3 separate regions of the Sus scrofa genome follow, and regions 2 and 3 are each linked to region 1. The links are chromatin contacts, called in public HiChIP or PLAC-seq and promoter capture Hi-C maps. All regions are on one chromosome and are shown on one strand. Each heading gives the region's core, a stretch centred on a gene start, on an enhancer-like site or on the middle of the called end of the contact. The rest is flanking DNA. Distances are from core to core; before and after follow the strand shown. Region 1 holds the start of EXOG (nuclease EXOG, mitochondrial). Region 2 overlaps DLEC1 (deleted in lung and esophageal cancer protein 1). Region 3 holds the start of OXSR1 (oxidative-stress responsive 1).

The links. Promoter capture Hi-C pulls out the DNA fragments that hold promoters and counts their contacts. HiChIP or PLAC-seq counts read pairs in DNA pulled down with a chosen protein or histone mark.
Region 2: a promoter capture Hi-C map of liver shows a contact between it and region 1, with 4 times the contacts expected there. The contact joins the enhancer-like site here to the promoter of EXOG in region 1. A contact is called at or near these places in 2 of 5 promoter capture datasets (fetal liver and liver) and 5 of 47 Hi-C or Micro-C datasets (heart right ventricle, mesenteric adipose tissue, omental adipose tissue and 2 more).
Region 3: an H3K27ac HiChIP or PLAC-seq map of alveolar macrophages shows a contact between it and region 1. The contact joins the promoter of OXSR1 here to the promoter of EXOG in region 1. A contact is called at or near these places in 2 of 5 promoter capture datasets (fetal liver and liver), 1 of 47 Hi-C or Micro-C datasets (embryonic fibroblasts) and 1 of 2 datasets of contacts at active chromatin or transcription factors (alveolar macrophages).

The regions. Positions count from the first base shown.
Region 1 is chr13:23,277,085-23,279,807 of Sscrofa11.1, reverse strand. It overlaps EXOG (nuclease EXOG, mitochondrial), which reads right to left and starts at 1,350. Exons shown (of 11, transcript XR_001300113.2): 1 at 444-1,350.
Region 2 is chr13:22,926,007-22,928,729 of Sscrofa11.1, reverse strand. DLEC1 (deleted in lung and esophageal cancer protein 1) reads right to left here. Exons shown (of 43, transcript XM_021071663.1): 14 at 1,380-1,472. Among named protein-coding and RNA genes, the nearest start is that of MYD88, 50 kb to the left of the region's middle. Within about 2 kb of position 1,374, at least 27 of the 83 cell types and tissues checked have an H3K27ac peak or open chromatin away from gene starts, as enhancers often do. A contact at or near this core is called in fetal liver, liver, mesenteric adipose tissue and 3 more, where this site is marked.
Region 3 is chr13:23,019,435-23,022,157 of Sscrofa11.1, reverse strand. OXSR1 (oxidative-stress responsive 1) reads right to left here and starts at 1,319. Exons shown (of 18, transcript NM_214342.1): 1 at 1,204-1,319. The coding sequence starts at 1,273. ACAA1 (3-ketoacyl-CoA thiolase, peroxisomal) reads left to right here and starts at 2,020. Exons shown (of 15, transcript XM_003132103.4): 1 at 2,020-2,143.

The sequences.
Region 1 (2,723 bases), core at 101-2,600:
AACCTGCGGACTTACATACTTTAAAGAAAGGCTAGCAGGTGTTCTTCATTTGAACAATGATAAAATGAGGACTACTAAATATATGTCACTCATCCGTACTTACTGGAAGCCAATTATCTGCCAGGTCCCAGGCTGAGTAAATGGTGGAGAACGAAACTGACACGGTCCGAACGGTTATGGGACTAACAATCTAGGGGAGGGCATAGTAAAACACACATGTCGAGACTAATACTTTGGTGCAAGGGGGCGGGGGCAGATCCCCAGAGGAAGGAAGTGCACAAAGGAGGCAGGCGGGACGCGACGCAGAGTGGGGGCCGGGCCGGGGAACTGGACCGCGGACAACCCGGGGCCGGATGAGTGGAGACCGCGCGCGTCTAGGGTTACGGCTGGCTCCTACCCGAGATAGGAACCCGGGCCTGAGCTCTAGGGGCCCACACACTCACCGTCCGGCTCTTTCACCGCCAACGCAGGCTCAGCGTCCCGACTCCGGAGGAACTGCACGGCAGTAAGCCCCGCTCCTGCAGCGCCCACGACAGCTCCGGCCACAAAACCACTCAAAAAGCGCCGGGAGCCACGGAAGCGGGAAGCAAAACTTTTGACAACCATCTTGCCCGCGGCACCTGCCTTTCGCCGTAGCGCATGCGCGCCCCGGAAACCTGACAGCCAATCGCTACCCTGGGGCCAAGATACGCATGCGCCCCCTGGAGTCACCTGGCCCTGAGCCTCTCCCGGAGCGCAAGGGCGTGCCTTTCCTACCAAGCCCTCGCGCGCCCCCTGGTGACAAACTTGGAGGCCCAGGGGCATCCTGTCTCCATCCTTGGTCTGCTGGATGACGGATAACAACAGCATGATGCCTTGAAGGCTCAGTATGTGCATGTACAGTCTTAAGAAGAAAATACCTTTAGTCCCACTTAATAGGTAAGTAGTAAGTCATTTTCACATGTTTACACAAAGTTCTTCAGAGCCAAAATTCCAACTCGGGTCTGATTCCAAAACCTGTGCCACATTGGATGTCTTTATAACACTTGGTTTTGAAGTCACATGGTATATAAATCATAACTTCGAAAAATAGCTTTGCACCTCCTAAGGGGTTTCTTGACAAGACAGTACTCCATGGTGGCTGAGGACTCTGAATCCAGATGCAGAGCTTTGGATCCCCACCCAACCATTTCCTTCTTAAAATAGGAATAGGAAGAGTTCCCATTGTGGCTCACTGGTAACGAACCCCACTAGTATCCATGACGATTCGGATTCCATCCCTGGCCTCGCTCAGAGGGTTAAGGATCCCACGTTGCCCTGAGCTTGGTGTAGATTCCAGATGCCGCTTGAATCCTGAGTTTTGTGGCTGTTGCTGTGACTATGGTGCAGACCGGCAGCTGTAGCTCTGATTTGACCCATAGCCTGGGAACTTCCATATGCTCTAGTGCAGCCCTATAAAGCAAAAAATAATAGTAATAATTATAATAATAATACTCTTAGGCCATAGGGTTCTTATGAGGATTAAGGGAGGCTAACGATGTAAAGTGCTTAGGGAGGGACCTGGGGCATGTTGTTAAGCGCTGCTAATGTTAGAAATTTTTATTTAGTCAACGGTTTTATCTTTTTTTGTTGTTTTTGTCTTTTTGTCTTTTTAAGGCCACACCCATGGCATATGCAGGGTCCTAGGCTAGGGGTCGAATTGGAGCTACAGCTGCCAGCCTACACCACAGCCACAGCAATGCCAGGTCATTAACCCACTGAGCAAGGTCAGGGATCACACCTGCATCCTCATGGATACTAGTCAGGTTCATTAACCAGTGAGCCATGATGGGAACTCCTGTTTTATTTATCTTGATAGAATATAAATCCAGATTGCTGAATGCTCACCAACAAAGGAAGGACATTATGTCATTGGATTTTTTTGGCCCTGTGGCATGCACAAGTTTCCAGGCCAGAGATCCAACTCAATCTACAGCAGTAACAATGCTGAATCCTTAACCTGCTGAGCCACTAGGGAACTCCAGGAAGGATGATTGTTTTCTGCACTCTCACTCACAAATAAATGGGTCTTCTTAATTTTGCAGCACAAACTCCAGCATTCCATCTGGATTTAGTTTAAGCAGGAGGCCATGTCTAATAACCAGCTGAAGTGTAGTTTTAAGTTTCATGGCCCCATGCCCCTTCCCCCTAGGAATACCTGTCATGAGGTCATTTTGTATAATCCTCAGGGCCTCTGACACTAACTAGTTGAGCCAGATCAACCAGATTCTTTTTATGGATTTTGGATCTGGAACTTTCTCAGGATAGCAAAGCTGTGACACATAAAACTGTGGCACTACCCACACAGCCTTTTTTCCAAGTAGACAACAACAGATGCATCTAGTCTCCCACTGAGCACCTCTGGAACAAGTGCTGAGACACAGGTGAAAGCTTGCAATGCTGACCCCAACTTCTAAGCCTCTGAAAGAAGCCCAGACACATCCTGCCTTTACCCAGGGCTGGGCTGACCACTTTCCCCCAGGATCCTTCTAGCAAAGCCCCCTTTCTGTTTAATGGTGTCCGTCATTTCCTACAGGGAGTTCCCTGCTGGCCTAGTGGTTAAGGATTTGGTGGTGTCACTGCTTTGGCTCAGGTTTGACCCTGGCCAGGAACCTCCACATACCACAGTCGTAGCCAAAAAAAAAAAAAAAAAAAAAAATTATTCCAAAGAGCTCCAAGCAGGTTATGTAAGGTTTATAATAAAC
Region 2 (2,723 bases), core at 125-2,624, 350 kb after region 1:
CATCATGGCTTGGACAGGGGTGACCAGTCCCACTTCCTTAAAGCCATGATAAGGCTCTGACAAGGCCTGGGCTACATCAAGAAGACCCCTCCCACACACACATTTAAACAGCAGATAAGGGAATAAAGCTTACTCTGCCTCTGCATTGGTCTCGTCTGACCCCAAGAGCCAAATTCTTATCAGGATCAGATCATCACAGACATAAACAAGACAGCATCACTCCAGGGTTCCAGAACAAGACCCCATCAGACCCTTGAAACTGAAAGCAGCTAATAAAGGACTTTTCACCTTGGCAAAGCAGGTTATGGCAGTGGTCCGCAAATTGTGCTCCCCAGAATCACCTGGGGAGCTTTAAAGATCCTATGCCCAGGAGTACCCTAGCGGAACAGCAGGTTAAGGATCTGATGTTGTCACTGATGTGGCTTGAATCACAGCCGTGGCATGGATTCGATCCCTGGCCTGGGAACTTCTGCATCCCGCGGGCACAGTCAAAAAGAAAGAAAGAAAAAAAATCCTTTGCCCAGGCCATACCTCAGACCAATTAATTCAAAACCTCAGGGCTGGGGTCCAGATATCAGTGTGCTTGCAAGTTTCTCGGAGCATGGCAAAAGGCACAGGTGAGTTTGATACCTACGGCTCTTGGCTCTCACCTGATGACATAGTGTAGGCCCCCTCCCCAGGAACCAGACAGCTTTTACTCTTGAATGCAGATGCCTCCTTCAACCGGCTAGTGAGGAAGATCACCGTGTTCAGGCAGCCCCACACCCAGCCACGGGCGGCCCAGAGTCAGACTCCTGGAGCAGAGCGCCAGGAAGACATCACCAGTTCTCACAGGCTCTACCGGGGACCAGTGAGCAGGTGTGCCAGGCTGAAGGGACCACAGAAAGGGGTCAGTTAAGACAGGAGAGACCTGCAGCCCAGAGGTCAGACTCTGGGAGCCTCTGTAGAGGTTCAGAATGAGGCCTAAGGAAGTCGGGCCTTGTTGACCGTACAATTGAAGATGAAACAGGAAGGAGAAGAAAGGTACCAGATTTGGGAGGGGGATGGTGATGGTGGTCCAAGACAGACTGAAGAACCAAGGGAAGACCCTGGAGGCAGCTTAGATGTCAGAGGAGGTGACATCCAGGCTCACAGGTGGACAAGCAGCGCTCAGGGATCGTGATGGCAATGCTAGGGCTTTCTGTACTTGCTCTGTGACAGAGGTCACAGGACAGTCAAATGACATCACCCCACAGAATGCAAAACCACTAAGGCTGGGACCTGGGAGTGGATATTTGGGTCACGAAAACAGAGGCAAATGAAATCACGCAAGCAGCTGAGTAGACAGCCACGACCAACCATGAGGAGGCAGAAATGCACGCCAGGGCCTCGTCACTTACCTCCATGAACACGGCCTGCCCTGGGGCCAGCTCAAACACTGACGGCAGGATTCCAAAGGGAGGTTGCTCAACGAAGCCAACGGTTGCAACAGACTTAAAGAAAACAGAAGATGACTCAACAGTCAAGAAGAAACTATAAAAGCCGGTGTTCGGCTGACAAACTTCCTTCCCTAAACATGCATTTTGTGATTTGAAGGGTCTTATGGATTAGCCAGTCCCATTTTGAAGAAACGGAGGCCCTTCCATTCAGCAAGCACTTAGCTGGCACCAGGCACCAGATGGGGTTCCGAGGGTTAAAGATGAGCATACCACGGAGCATCTGTAAAGACCTGTCTGCTGGTAGGAGGTACGAGGAGGACCACTGATGAGTATTTTAGGTGCAAAGCAGGAGGTGGGAAAGGCCTCCCCCTGGAGGTGGGCTCCCAAAGTGCAGTCCTTTCCCTACTGTAGTACCCCGTGTGCTCGTGTGCTCAGTGCCAGCTTCTGTCTGCCTCCACCCTGGCCCACCCCTGGCTGTGAGCTCCTGAGCCGAGGGAAGCTGCCATCCTGTCAGCAGGGCTACAGCCCCAGTACTTATACAGGAAGCCACTCGGCATGCTAGGGACAAAAACCCATGCCCCCAGGACCCTGCAGGTAAACAAAATGAGTGAAAGGTGCGTCTGCGAACATGTGATCCTCTAGGGTTATTGCTTGTTTTTGGAGATGCAGGTGCAGCAAAATCTCTCCGCGATGAGAATGGTAACAGCGTGAGCGTGACATTGGCATGGCTGCCACAGGGAGTGGAGGGACGGGAAAACAGGAGGGGGTGTGCATGTGCTTCTCAACTCCAGCCAACGGGGCCACGGTGCAGCCGGGCCCAGGGCCGCACACCTCCCAATTTTTCCAAGACTTGATATCAAGATTTTTAGGTAAAAATTTTTTTTTTCTTTTTTTGGCTGTGCCTGCAGCATGTGGAAGTTTTCCAGCCAGGGATCAAACTCACGCCACAGCAACGACAATGCTAATGCCCTAACTTCTAGGCCATCAGGAAACTCCGTGAAATCTATTTTTGAATGTTGGCTCAAAAAATGCTTGAAGCCCTGTGCCAAACAAATATGCACAGAGTTCAGCCAACAAGCTGCCAATGTGTGACCTCTGCTATATTCACACTTATTACGGTGACTATGTGACTGATGGACCAACTGACTGAATGTAATGAATGCAGTAACATCTGGGCCAGGCTCAGGTTAAGAGGCTAAGAGAGGTGATGCGCCCTCCCCAGGGTACCAGGGACATAACAAGGACTACAGCCCTGGACTCTGTACTTGCTGATGCTCATTGGACCGTTGCAGCTGGAGACAGAGG
Region 3 (2,723 bases), core at 70-2,569, 260 kb after region 1:
AGCAAAGTAGACAATCTCCTTCCTCCAACACACAGGGGTCTGCTCCTATCAGTTGTATTGAGCTTCTGTTTAGCTGAACCCACCCCCTTCTGATTTCTAAAATCACTGGATTATTGTTGTCCAACAAATACCCCCTCATCCCTGGCCCCCACGCTCCCTCAATCACTGTGCCTCTCAGAGAGAATTACAATCCATGTTTGTGCAAGTTTTGGTTTCTGCCAACTGGTATTCCCAGGACCCCTTCAAACCCATTTCACACAAAACAGCCAGACCCATCAAATCATGTCATGTTCCCCTTGAAGGCGCTCAATAACACTTAAAATAAAATTCCAAAATCCTCACCTTGGCTGAGAAGGTCCCTAAGATCTGGCCCTTCCCTTACTTTTCTATCCTTACCAGTCTTCGTTCAGGTCCTAAAACACACCAAGCTCCTTCCCTCCTCAAGGCCTTTGCATTTCCTCATCCCTCAGGAAGGAAAAATCTTCCTTAGGCTCTTTAAGACGGTCATCCTTCAGTGCTCAACTTCCATGTCAATGCCTCGGAAAAAACAACTTCCTTGAAATCGCCCCGACTAGGTCTCTAGGTTATTCTCTATCAGAACTTCTTGGTTATTTCCTTCCTAGCACTTGCCAAAACCTGTCATTCTTTTTATTTGCCTACTTATCTAATGTCTACCTCTGTAACTAGAAAGTCAATTTCAAGCAGTCGCAAGTTGTCTACAAAGCTCAGTGCTGTACTTGCAGCTTCATCTGGAGAGGATCCCTGGCTCCATCCCAGCAACGCCTGGCACTTCTTACAAGGATGCTGAAGTGAACAAAAGCACTCTATCCCATCACCCCCCAAATAGGGGGCCGTGTCCCAACTGCAATACCTCACTTCTCGAAGCGCCTTGTAAAGGCCTTTCCGACACCTGCACTTTTCTCTCCCAAACACACCTGTCGCTCAGGTTCAAACATCAGTCAGTACGCAAATCTCTTGGGAGCCCCTCAAACCCCACCCTGCCCCGCCGCACAGGAGCGCCACTCAAAGTAGCCTCCCTGCCTCGCACGCGCTGCACAAACGCAAAGCCTCACCCACGCGCCCTACCTCGCCCCGGGCCGCTCGAGTGCCCAAGAATATCTGAGGGTCCTGCCCTCCCCAAGCTCCCGCGTGTCACCCGCCGCCCAACGTAGCGCCTCCTCCCTCCAAGGCGACAGCTCTTACCAATCACCTCCTGCAGCTCATAATCGTCCTTGTTGATGGACCAGGGCAAGGCGCTGGAGTCCTCGGACATGACGGCGGCACCGCACTCGGTTCTCCCTCCAACTCGCTGACCTCTCCCGTCTCCTAGCCGCGCCTCTCCCCACCCCCAACCGCTGCTGCCGCGCCCCCACCAACCGCCTCTGGAACAGCCACTGGTCGGACGGCGCCTGGCGGGGGGTGTCCGCGCGGCAAAGCGGCGGTGGGCTCGAAACGCCGGCAGACCTCGTCTCCTGTTCCTCCGCGGCTGGCACTCCCCGGCTCGGCCCAGCGCCTGGCCTCGGCCTCCGCTGCTGCAGCGACACTAGCTTCGCCTGGGCCCAGCCCCTCCGTCCCGCCCTCCACCCTAGCCCCACGCACGGGCCAAACTTTCCCTTCTCCCTCCACCTGCCGACACGCAGCGCGCTGACGTCACCACGCCGGGCACGCCTCCATGGGCCACGCCCCCAGGCGCCATATCAAGAGTGGCTGGATAAAAAGCGAAAGCGCTTGGAGCTCGAGGAGGAAGTTGACAAGGGGAGGGAGGAAATGCTTTGGCAGGAGTTCGGCAAGGAACTCGGAAAGCCAGAGAAGAGCCTTAAATAGCCCAGAAGCTTTAGCCACACTAAGCATGGCAACTAAAGGGCGGTCGAGTAGAGGGGGCGGAGCCACTTCTGGCGGCTGGGGCACGTTGCCGTCTCCGCCGTCGCATTCATTGGCTTATTTGAGAAGGAATCAGAAAGGCAATAGGCGTGTGTGGACGTCACTCATAAATTAGTCCTGCCTCCAGGCGCTCGGCGCGCGGTTTGGCGACAGGGCTCCGATCTTTGGCGATCTCTGGTACCTTGATTGCTTTGCCTGGTTCCGCCGAGTGACGTCGCGGCGTAACCGTCACACCCTCAAGACGTGCAAAAGGCTCCGCAGGGTGTGGAGAAACCCTAGGGAGCAGCTGGGTGGGGTAACCTGGGAGTGTGGACGACTGCCAAATAGGATAAAAGGCCTTTGGCCACGGGACTGAGTGGAGCCGGAAGTTCACCGAAAGTGACGACACTTTCTAGGCGGAAGTTTTCTTTGCAGCGCGCGATATAGCATTTTCTCTAACCTTACGGGGCAGGAGGGTGTTCTGTCCCCTCTAAGCTTTGGGTCGGGAGCTCAAGTGAGCCCTTACCTTGGGACCTCAGAAGGTTGGCATTTTTCCCTTGATGTGGCTGGAAATACTAAACGAGTGAGGTTTGGCCCACGGTATCTGAGGTCATTTCAAGGGCCTTGACTTTTGTGTGACCTCACTGAACTTAAGTTTTCTCAAGTTGAACACTTAGGTCTTTGGGGGAAATTAATGAGGTGAAAATTGAACGCGCTTGGTAGAATGGAGACGAGAGTATCGATGTGGGTCAGGCTCGGTTGTGAACCCCTCTGAGTTGAACATCTTTCAGACCTGTATTAGTCATTAAGAACCATACCCTACCAGGCACTGGAAACCTTGTGCAGGAAATCCATTGACCACA